Linked DNA regions of Mus musculus: region 1 is linked to region 2. Evidence: chromatin contacts called from public Micro-C data. All regions are on one chromosome and are shown on one strand. The core of a region is the stretch at or near the end of the contact, and the rest is flanking DNA. Distances in the headings are between cores, read along the strand shown.

Evidence for each region. A called contact is a pair of places that touch in the nucleus more often than the background predicts.
Region 1: a contact with region 2 is called in a Micro-C map of embryonic stem cells, with 30 times the contacts expected there. The contact joins the promoter of Prrx1 here to the promoter of Lhx4 in region 2. A contact is called at or near these places in 4 of 484 Hi-C or Micro-C datasets (all in embryonic stem cells) and 1 of 9 other capture datasets (embryonic stem cells).

The regions. Positions count from the first base shown.
Region 1 is chr1:163,311,701-163,316,069 of GRCm38.p6, forward strand. It overlaps Prrx1 (paired related homeobox 1), which reads right to left and starts at 1,950. Exons shown (of 4, transcript NM_011127.2): 1 at 695-1,950. The coding sequence starts at 935.
Region 2 is chr1:155,739,997-155,743,888 of GRCm38.p6, forward strand. It overlaps Lhx4 (LIM homeobox protein 4), which reads right to left and starts at 2,031. Exons shown (of 6, transcript NM_010712.2): 1 at 1,806-2,031. The coding sequence starts at 1,881.

The DNA.
Region 1 (4,369 bases), core at 700-3,199, 7.6 Mb after region 2:
ATTCTCCTAGCTTCATCAAGGTTTAACTTAATAGGTGGGTTTTTAGCTCTATCTTAAACAAGGTAGAGATGACAGCAGAGGTCAGAGAGCAAGCCTGGGCGACAAGAATTGTGTGTTCCCGCGCTGCCCTTAGTCTTTTCCAGGCTTGGGTCATATGCACAGAGGGTATGCGACCTTAGTCCTGTCTTCCAGGTTCCTCTGAGCACAGTGCTTTCCCTTCAACCCCAGGGAAGACGCGCTCCCAAGCCTGCCCTGCATCTTTGTTCCCTGTTTTCTCTAACCGAGGTGGCTGTGTAGCCTGCGCTCTGGCCGGACCGGACCGCTCCTACCCTGGCGTGGACGCCCCGCCTGCCTGCGGGATTTCTGACCGCCGCTCCGCCCGAACTGGAGATGCAGCCCTGGCGGCTGGAGACAGTGGTGGCCGCAGAATCCCTGCATGGGATCCCCTGGCCTCCCAGCGTCCCTGGGCCTCCGGGTCTCTCTCCAGCGCCCGCTTGGCTTACAGCATTGGGGGAGCCCTCTTTTTCTCATCGGTCTTTCTGCGATCAGCAACCAGCCACTTTTCCCAGGACTCCTAACTTCTTAACGCCTTGTCTCCCCGAAACCGAAGCCTGGAACACGCTCCCGCCGCCCTCCCCGGGCCTCCACCCTGTGTCCCCAGCGCACACTCCCCGGAGCACGCGCCCTCACTCACTGTCCTGCTGAGGGGTGTCGCTGCCACTGGTCAGTCCCGGTGACTCCAGCAGGCTCCGGCCCGCCTCGCCCACACTTTCGTCTGCTTGTGCCGCCACCATGTCCCCGGCCTCCTCCAGGTCTAGCAGGTGACTGACGGAGAAGTTCTTTTTCGCCTGCAGGGTGTCGAGGTTGCCCGGGCTGTCCAAGCGGCCGCCCAGCGCCGGTTGCCGCTCCAGAACGTGCCCGTAGCTGGAGGTCATGGTCTCCCCTCCAATCCCACCCACCCCCCTCTTCCCGCTCGAATCAACACCAAACGCTGTGGGCGTGAGGGGGGAGAGGAGCCGAGTGGGGAAGAAAGAGGGGGGAGTGGAGAGAGAGAGAGAGAGAGAGAGAGAGAGAGAGAGAGAGAGAGAAACAGAGGGTGGGACCCCTTCTGAAGTGTAGAACTTTCGGGACAAGTAACTTTCCCTGCAGCCTCGGTTACTTCGCTAAAGCCAAGTCCAGCGCGGTCCAGAGAGATAATCCACACCAAAAAGTTCAAAAATAAAAACAAAACAAACAACCTATGCTTAGATCAAAAAGAAAAAAAATATCCCTTTCAACTCTTAAAAAGCGTCCACTCGCAGACACTAAAAATAATAATAAGGGGGAGCGAGGAAAGGGGAGGCCAGCGGGGCGGGGGAGTTAGGCAAACAGAAGAGAGAAGAAGGGGTGGAGAGAAGAATCAAAGTGGCTTTAAAAAAATTAGAGAAAGAGGTTAAAAAAAGTTATTCCCCCGGCAAGAGTTCAAGCGCCAACAGAAGAAGGCTTGTTCCAGCTTTAAAATGTCTTCAAGAAAGCGCGTTCCCCCTCTCTGCACTCCTGTGGATTCTCGGGAGTGACTAGAATTTCAGGAGAGTGATGTCTTGCAGATGTATTAGAGAGCAGGATTCTCACTTTACTCTTCGTAAGGAGGAAAAAAAAATAAGAAATAAAGAAGCGGGGCTTCAAGAGTCTGCAGAAGGGTGGCGGTCCCCCTTCCCTCCGCTCTCTCCCCCTTCTCCGTGCGGAGCTCCTTTTCCCTTCTCAGTTGGATCAAGAAGCTCTCTGGCACTTCAAAAGGCACAGGCTGGCATGGAGAGGAGGCTTTGTAGGGAATACAAGAAAATTGGAGACCCCTGGGAGGGCAGATCTCCACTTAATAGGAGCCTGTAATTACGTGGCAAAGCCTTTGTGCGGCGCCTGACGTTTTACAGACCCCCTTTCTCCATCACAATCTCCTACCTCCTTTTCCTCGGACCGAAAAAACAGTCTGATTAAGAAAACCCCTTTGCCAACATCAGAGCCAGAGAGAAAGGGAGAGGGAGGGAGCAAGAGAGGAGGAGGGAGGGAGGAAGGAGGGAGGGAGGGAAAAGGGAGGGAAGCTAAGGAGAGAGCCCCTTTGGATTTTTAAAATAAAGGTCTAATTATCATTCCCTTGCAGTAGTATCACAGAGAGAAAAGTGCCCGAAACCCGCAGTCACTTTAAAACGGGGCTGATTATTTTGTTTCAGCATTAACTCCTCCGGATTTGTTTGAGATCCTCTTGGAATATCTCATTTGCATGTTTTGATAACAGCTGAGGGCAAACTTGTTAGGAAAAGAAAAAAGAAAAAGGAACAGGGAAAAGATGCACATCTATAACAGTCAAATCTGCGGCTGCACCGCCCCCCAGTAACTTTTCCTGCAGCTTTGTTTTGGCGGAGAGCGCAGGGAGAGTCTGAGACTGAACGGCAAAAAAGAGCAAGCCTATTAAAGCTCGTTTGGCTCTGTAGAGACAGCCTATTAAATAATGTAATAAAATAACAAGAGCGATAATAACGGGAGGCTCTCTACGATCTAAAGACGGCTTGGGCAGATCCAGAAGTCTTCAGCTTCGAATGGATTCGAGACTTTCGCTGCCACCAGAAATCCCCAGGCTTCAGACAGTAGAAAATTTACATATTCATTAAACCAGAAGAAAGTCCGTCCTGATAATTCCCCTACCTTTGCCAATGTTCTAATTTCTTGCTCGTAGCCGAGGCTGCCCCAGATCAGAGCAGACAGGAACACTGGGGCTGAAGAAGTTGGGGGGAGCAGGAGGAGCTGGGGGTGGGGTGGGCTCTGTGCTAATCTGTATCCAGTTCGGTGAGGCCCTGGCAAACACAGAGACTGAGGAAGGTCGAAGTCTATGACCAGGCTTGACAGAGGGCAGAGCGGTGCTGGACGGTGTTTTCATGACCTGTTGGAATCTGGTAACAGCTTTAATAGTCTCATTAGGAATGAGTTACTATATGGCCAGTAAGTAAAATAGTATGTGCTTATTTGTGGCGTTTTATGTTCTTTAAACACACACATACATACGTTTCCCCTCGCTCCCCTGATTGCTAGATTTCCCCTTCTCCTGTAGCTATGAGATTGAATTGAAAAGAAGGAAGGGTCCCAGTGTGTATAAATGGTTTCTGTGCTCCAAACGGCCATAGTTAGCCCAGAACTTCCAGCCCTGATCTGGGAAAAGAACATTTGATGCCATCAAAGGGCTGTAGATTGAAACCAGATGTGCGCGCCTCGGTTCTTTCCATGCATTTAATTAAGGAGCCAGGATGGAGGAGACTTTTTCATCATTAGTCCACCCGCCGCCCCCTCCTTTTTCCACCCCTCGCCTCGCTCCAGCCACTCGTGCCGTGCCCCCGACCGGCAGCCCCCAGCCCCGCCAAAGTGCTCTGGTCGCCCCTGCTCGGCAGCTCAGGCTCTGAGCCGCGAAGGTTTGTCTGCCGGAGGGCATCTAAGCCAGAAGAGCTGGTTCTTGCGCTGGGGACTTGCCCGTGGGTGGGCCAGACAGAGTGGGGACTTGAGTATCCTGAGGTGCTTTCGGAGATGCCAACGGTGAGACTCCTAGAGCCTAAAGTGCCTGGAGTGGAAGCGACTCGATGGTCAGGTTAAAGTGGCATATTTCCACCGGTGTCTCTGGAACTCTCTGCTCCCTTAGGGGAAAGGAGACACCCTTTCTCTCTTCCTAAGGCCAGACAGCATCAGTCTCTCCCATATCTTCTCAGACTGGAGGCTCATGCGCTCCATCTTTACTTACACAGATGGATTCCTTTTTCTTTCAGACGTGAGGATTGCCATTTGTGACCAAATCCTGAGTAAAAGATCAGGACTTCTAGCACCCTAGATATTGCCTCCAAGAAGTATCCTTGTTTCTGTTTGCAGCCAGTATGGTTGATACTCCAGAAGACTGTCAAGGAAAAGAGATCAGAGACCATCCCCAGAAATATCATTAAGTGCCTTTCCTTGCATTCCGCCTTTTCTCCAGGAAGCAGGCACATTTTGAAAAACCGCAGCTGGTTACCCATGTTCCTATCAACCAATTGCTACAGTATCAACCTGGGTATTAATGGTTTCTATGGGAACATTTAGATACATTTCTAACATCTGTGTAGCAAATTTGTTTAGATAATAACAAATATAGCATCTAGCATATATAGAAAATGCAAATGTCTGGTATTTTCCTAAAGGTCAGAGGCAAACCAACTACTGCCACTTGCTGACTTCCCCTCCCCCATTGTTCTAGAAACCTGTAGCAAGGAGAGGTATACTAGAAAGGTGTCCTTTGACATCTGTGGGCACAGAGTGTGCTCTAGTCCTCCAAACTGGGGCTCTGGAGTTCCACAGAAACCTGTATCTGCTGGTGCCT
Region 2 (3,892 bases), core at 781-3,280:
CCCAGAGTTTTCTTCGCCTCCTTAAGTTTTCTGCAGTATGGGTCCAGACTCAGCCTTTGGAGACATGTATGAAGCTAAAATGATTTCCATGTCTTTTTAGCAAAGCGAGTTCCTGACATTCAGTATCCCTGAGCAAAAGACACAAAAATCAAGACAATGTGAATTTTGTATATGACAAAAAAAAAAAAAAAGTACCGTCAGAGGAGAGTCCAGAATCCGGACAGGACATCTGTGGAGGAAGTCATTAGAATACAGGTACTTAAGGAGGATTGAGTCAGACCCCCACATCCTTTATCCATTCACAGACCGCCCTTATGAGTGCAGCATAGCTACAAGTAGTTTAAGAACGTGGGTACCTTAGAAAGGGTTTGCTTTTCTGTTTGTTTAGGAGATGAGAATCAACAAGCTGTTGGAAGCAATTACCAACACTGCTTACAGAATACGCTGACAGTCAATTCTCCAAGGCGCAGCGAACTTTGCAACTGTTCGCCAACAGGCGACACAAGAACTGTAGGCTACAGCGGAGGAACAATCTAAAACAGGCTCAAATGAAGCTATCTCTTCCATTTTTCTCTCAAAAACTTTACAATAAATCTCAAGACATTGGCTGGACAGCCCGCCCTGAGATTTGTGTTACAGAACCCCTGCGATGGAGAGGCAGGGCGCAGGAGGGCGCGCTGCTGCGCCGGGGATCGTAGGTAGTCTCCATCCCTGGGTGAGCCTGCTCTTACTTACAATAAACTCCTACCGCATCACTAAAGCAGTCGTAAGCGGAAGTGTAGTCTCTTGGCAAGCCCATCGAGGGAACCCTTCATCTCTCTAGGGTACCCAGGGGCACCTAGCCCAGTGCAGCCGTTTGTAAACCCAGACTTAACCAGGAGCCCGCAAGCGCGCGCTAAGCCTGAGAACCTGTTCGGGTCTCTGCACAGATTGCTTCTATCTGTTCAGGAGTCGGAAACACAGACAGATTCCCACCCGGAAAATCTCTGCCGTGTGTGCACATCCGTACAAACCAGAAACCTGGGGTGAGAGACCTGCCGTAACTAATTGCAGGCTCTGGAAGAAATTGAGAGAGCTAGCAAAGTGCCCACACGTCTGAGTCTCTCTCCCTCTTCCAGCCCCGCGCCACTAAGATTGCCTACCCTCGCCTAAGCAAAGGCTGCACGCACAACTTCGTTCCAGAGCTTCTCGCCGCTGCATTCCTCGGCTAGCTGGAATGTGGCGAGTGCATTCGCTCACCCGGAGCAGTCTGCTGGCGGCAACACAGGCGGCGGGTGCCCCGGGCAGCAGTGACTGGGGACTCAATCAAGTGCTCGAACTGCCGAAACCAAGAGTGTGACAGGGGGCTTCTGTACAGCCCTGCGACCCGGGACGCGCTCTCCAACTTCCCGCCAGCTGGGGTAAAGTTGTACCAGCGGTTCTGCGAGCTTTGGCCATTGCCGCGAAAGGTAATCAATTGGGGGACCACTTTTGCCCTCGGGCCTGGCCTGTAGCTGGAAACCTCTGTTGTCCCCAAACAGCATCCTCCCTAGGGTTCTCATAAAAGCGACGGCCCAAAGATGCTACTTTCTATACCCTTGGGCCCTCCACGAACAGTATCCCGGAATCTTTCGAATTCGATCCCAAATTGCCAAGAGTCAAGCCCTTCAAACACTGACTGGTAGTACCCCAGCTCTGTGACCGCCTCTGCACCCCGACCCCTCCCGGTCAGTGCCTTGAACGGCGCGTCCGGCCTCCCCGCACCCGCTGAGGCTGTTAGCTGTCTTGTTATCAAATTAAATTAGCGAGAAAGGAGGGTGTCTTACGTTGCATCGGCACACCGAGCATCTCCGGGAGCCCCTTGACAGCCCCCTCCGCGGGGACAGCCGCGCTCTGCATCATCTTGGAGCCAGAGGCAGCAAGTCGCAGTCTACCGAGATCTCTCGCTCTCTCCCTCTGGCTGGATTCGGAAATTTGAAAATAATAATAATAAAACCAACCAGGCCGCTGAAGTCACAGAGGAAACCGAGCCCTCCGCGTCTCCGGGAGGACTCCACAAGCTGGCTGGCCCCCTCCCCCGCCAGTCCTCAGGCTGTTTCAAATCCCTTTGATCTCGCTCTCCCGGGCTGGTGCACATCCCGGGTTGAGGAGACACTGTTGCTGCAGCTCTGGCTCCCCCCCTTCCCTTCCCCGCCCTCCTCTCCCCCTCCCCCTCCACCCTTCGCGTGCCGGCTGCCCTGGAGGCCGCGGTCACCCAGGCATTTTGATTCATTCACACTGCAGGAGCGGCCGTGACGTCGCTTTCCGCAGGGAAGCCCGCCCTCCAGCTAGTGCTGCCAACCGGGCAGCCCGCTGCAGACCCCCGGCTAGCCAGAGTAGGGGGCGAGAAGTAGGGGGGGTTCGGTAGCCCCGAATCTGGTCGGAGGTGCGGGAGGGCGGGGCCGCCTGATAGGGGGCGGGGCCTGCAGCCCCTCCCCCACCCTGCCGTGCGGGCTCGCGCCCCGGTATAAATACTGCGGCGGGCTGGGCCGCGGCAGCAGGTGGTCCCGGAGCGCAGGGACCACGCAGAGCTGGTTTCTGCCAGCTTTGGGGATTCCCCGCTCGCCCCCAGCATCGGTCCTCTAGGATCAAGGAGGGGGCGCGGTGGGCCAGGACCCAGCGGACCCTGGGTTGGCGCTCCGAGTTCAGAGCTTCTCCAGCCCACGGAGCGTGTTCTGTAACTGGATGATTCCATCCATCCTCCACTTGTTTTTTTTTTTTTTTTCCTGGCCAGTTCCTTTCCGGCCGGTACTAACCAGACCCTACTCTCTCTCCCCCGCGTCTGGCTGAGGCAGGGCCAGGGACAGCTCGTACTCGGCCGGGAACGCGCGAGTCACGCAGTGGGCCGCCACGGAGCCGGATGGAGGCAGGCGGCCTGGGCCGCGCACGAAGGTGGCCGGGCGCGGGTCTTCGTGCGCGCCCACACTCGCCTCGGCCTTCCGCCACAGTCGGCACTCTCACCACCCGAGGTCCAGTCCTAGTCCCACGCCTCCCAGCCGCCCGCCCTCCCAACTGGGTCTCCAGCCGGCGTCCACCCAGATCCGCCCTCTCTGGCTCCTGGAGACTGCTCGGCCGAACCGGCTGCCACTGCGGGCACTTTGAACGATCCCTGGCCGCGTGTGTACTGGGCGGAGGCGTGCACCGGGCCCCCGGGGCTGACCAGCAAAGGGCGTGCATTGCTGTTGTGTTTAACACACACACAGAGACTCACACACAGACACAAACGCGCGCGTAGAAAACTCATTCTTCCCATTCTCATTCCTGGAGGCAATAAAGCAAAGATCAATGCTGGGACGAAGTCGCTAGCACTTTTTCAAACACTCGACGCCTCCTGACCACCGGCTCTAGAAACCTACCGGGTCAGCCCTGGGCCCAGCCACAGCCACCTCGGACACTACCATTCCTAATTTAATTGCCGACTTCAAGTCAGATGGGTCTTTACAACCAAATGGGACCCTGCGCTGAGAAGTTTTGTTTTTGTTTTTACTCCTGGTGTTTTAGGGTTGGTGATGGAGGAGGATGGACAGTAAGAGGGGTGGCTGTGTGTGCTACTTAGGATCTGTGTCCAATGAGGTCACAGCAATTTCTATGGGTCCTAGCACTAACGAGGGTCCTGTCTTGCTGTTTACTGAGCTGTCTACACAAATTGAGAAAATACGGTGGAAATGCTAATTTCATTAGCAACCAAACACACAAGAAAAAAACCAACCAAACAAACCAGTGTAGCCCCAACCGTTTGTTTATTGGTTTGTTCCTACAACCTGGGAGGAAATAGGATTTCAGTTGGTAAGGATGTTTATAAATGGTTCTCTCTCAGGCATTGCTGTTGTCTTTATAAACTCTTAATATCCATTTGGGAAGATATTTGAGGAAA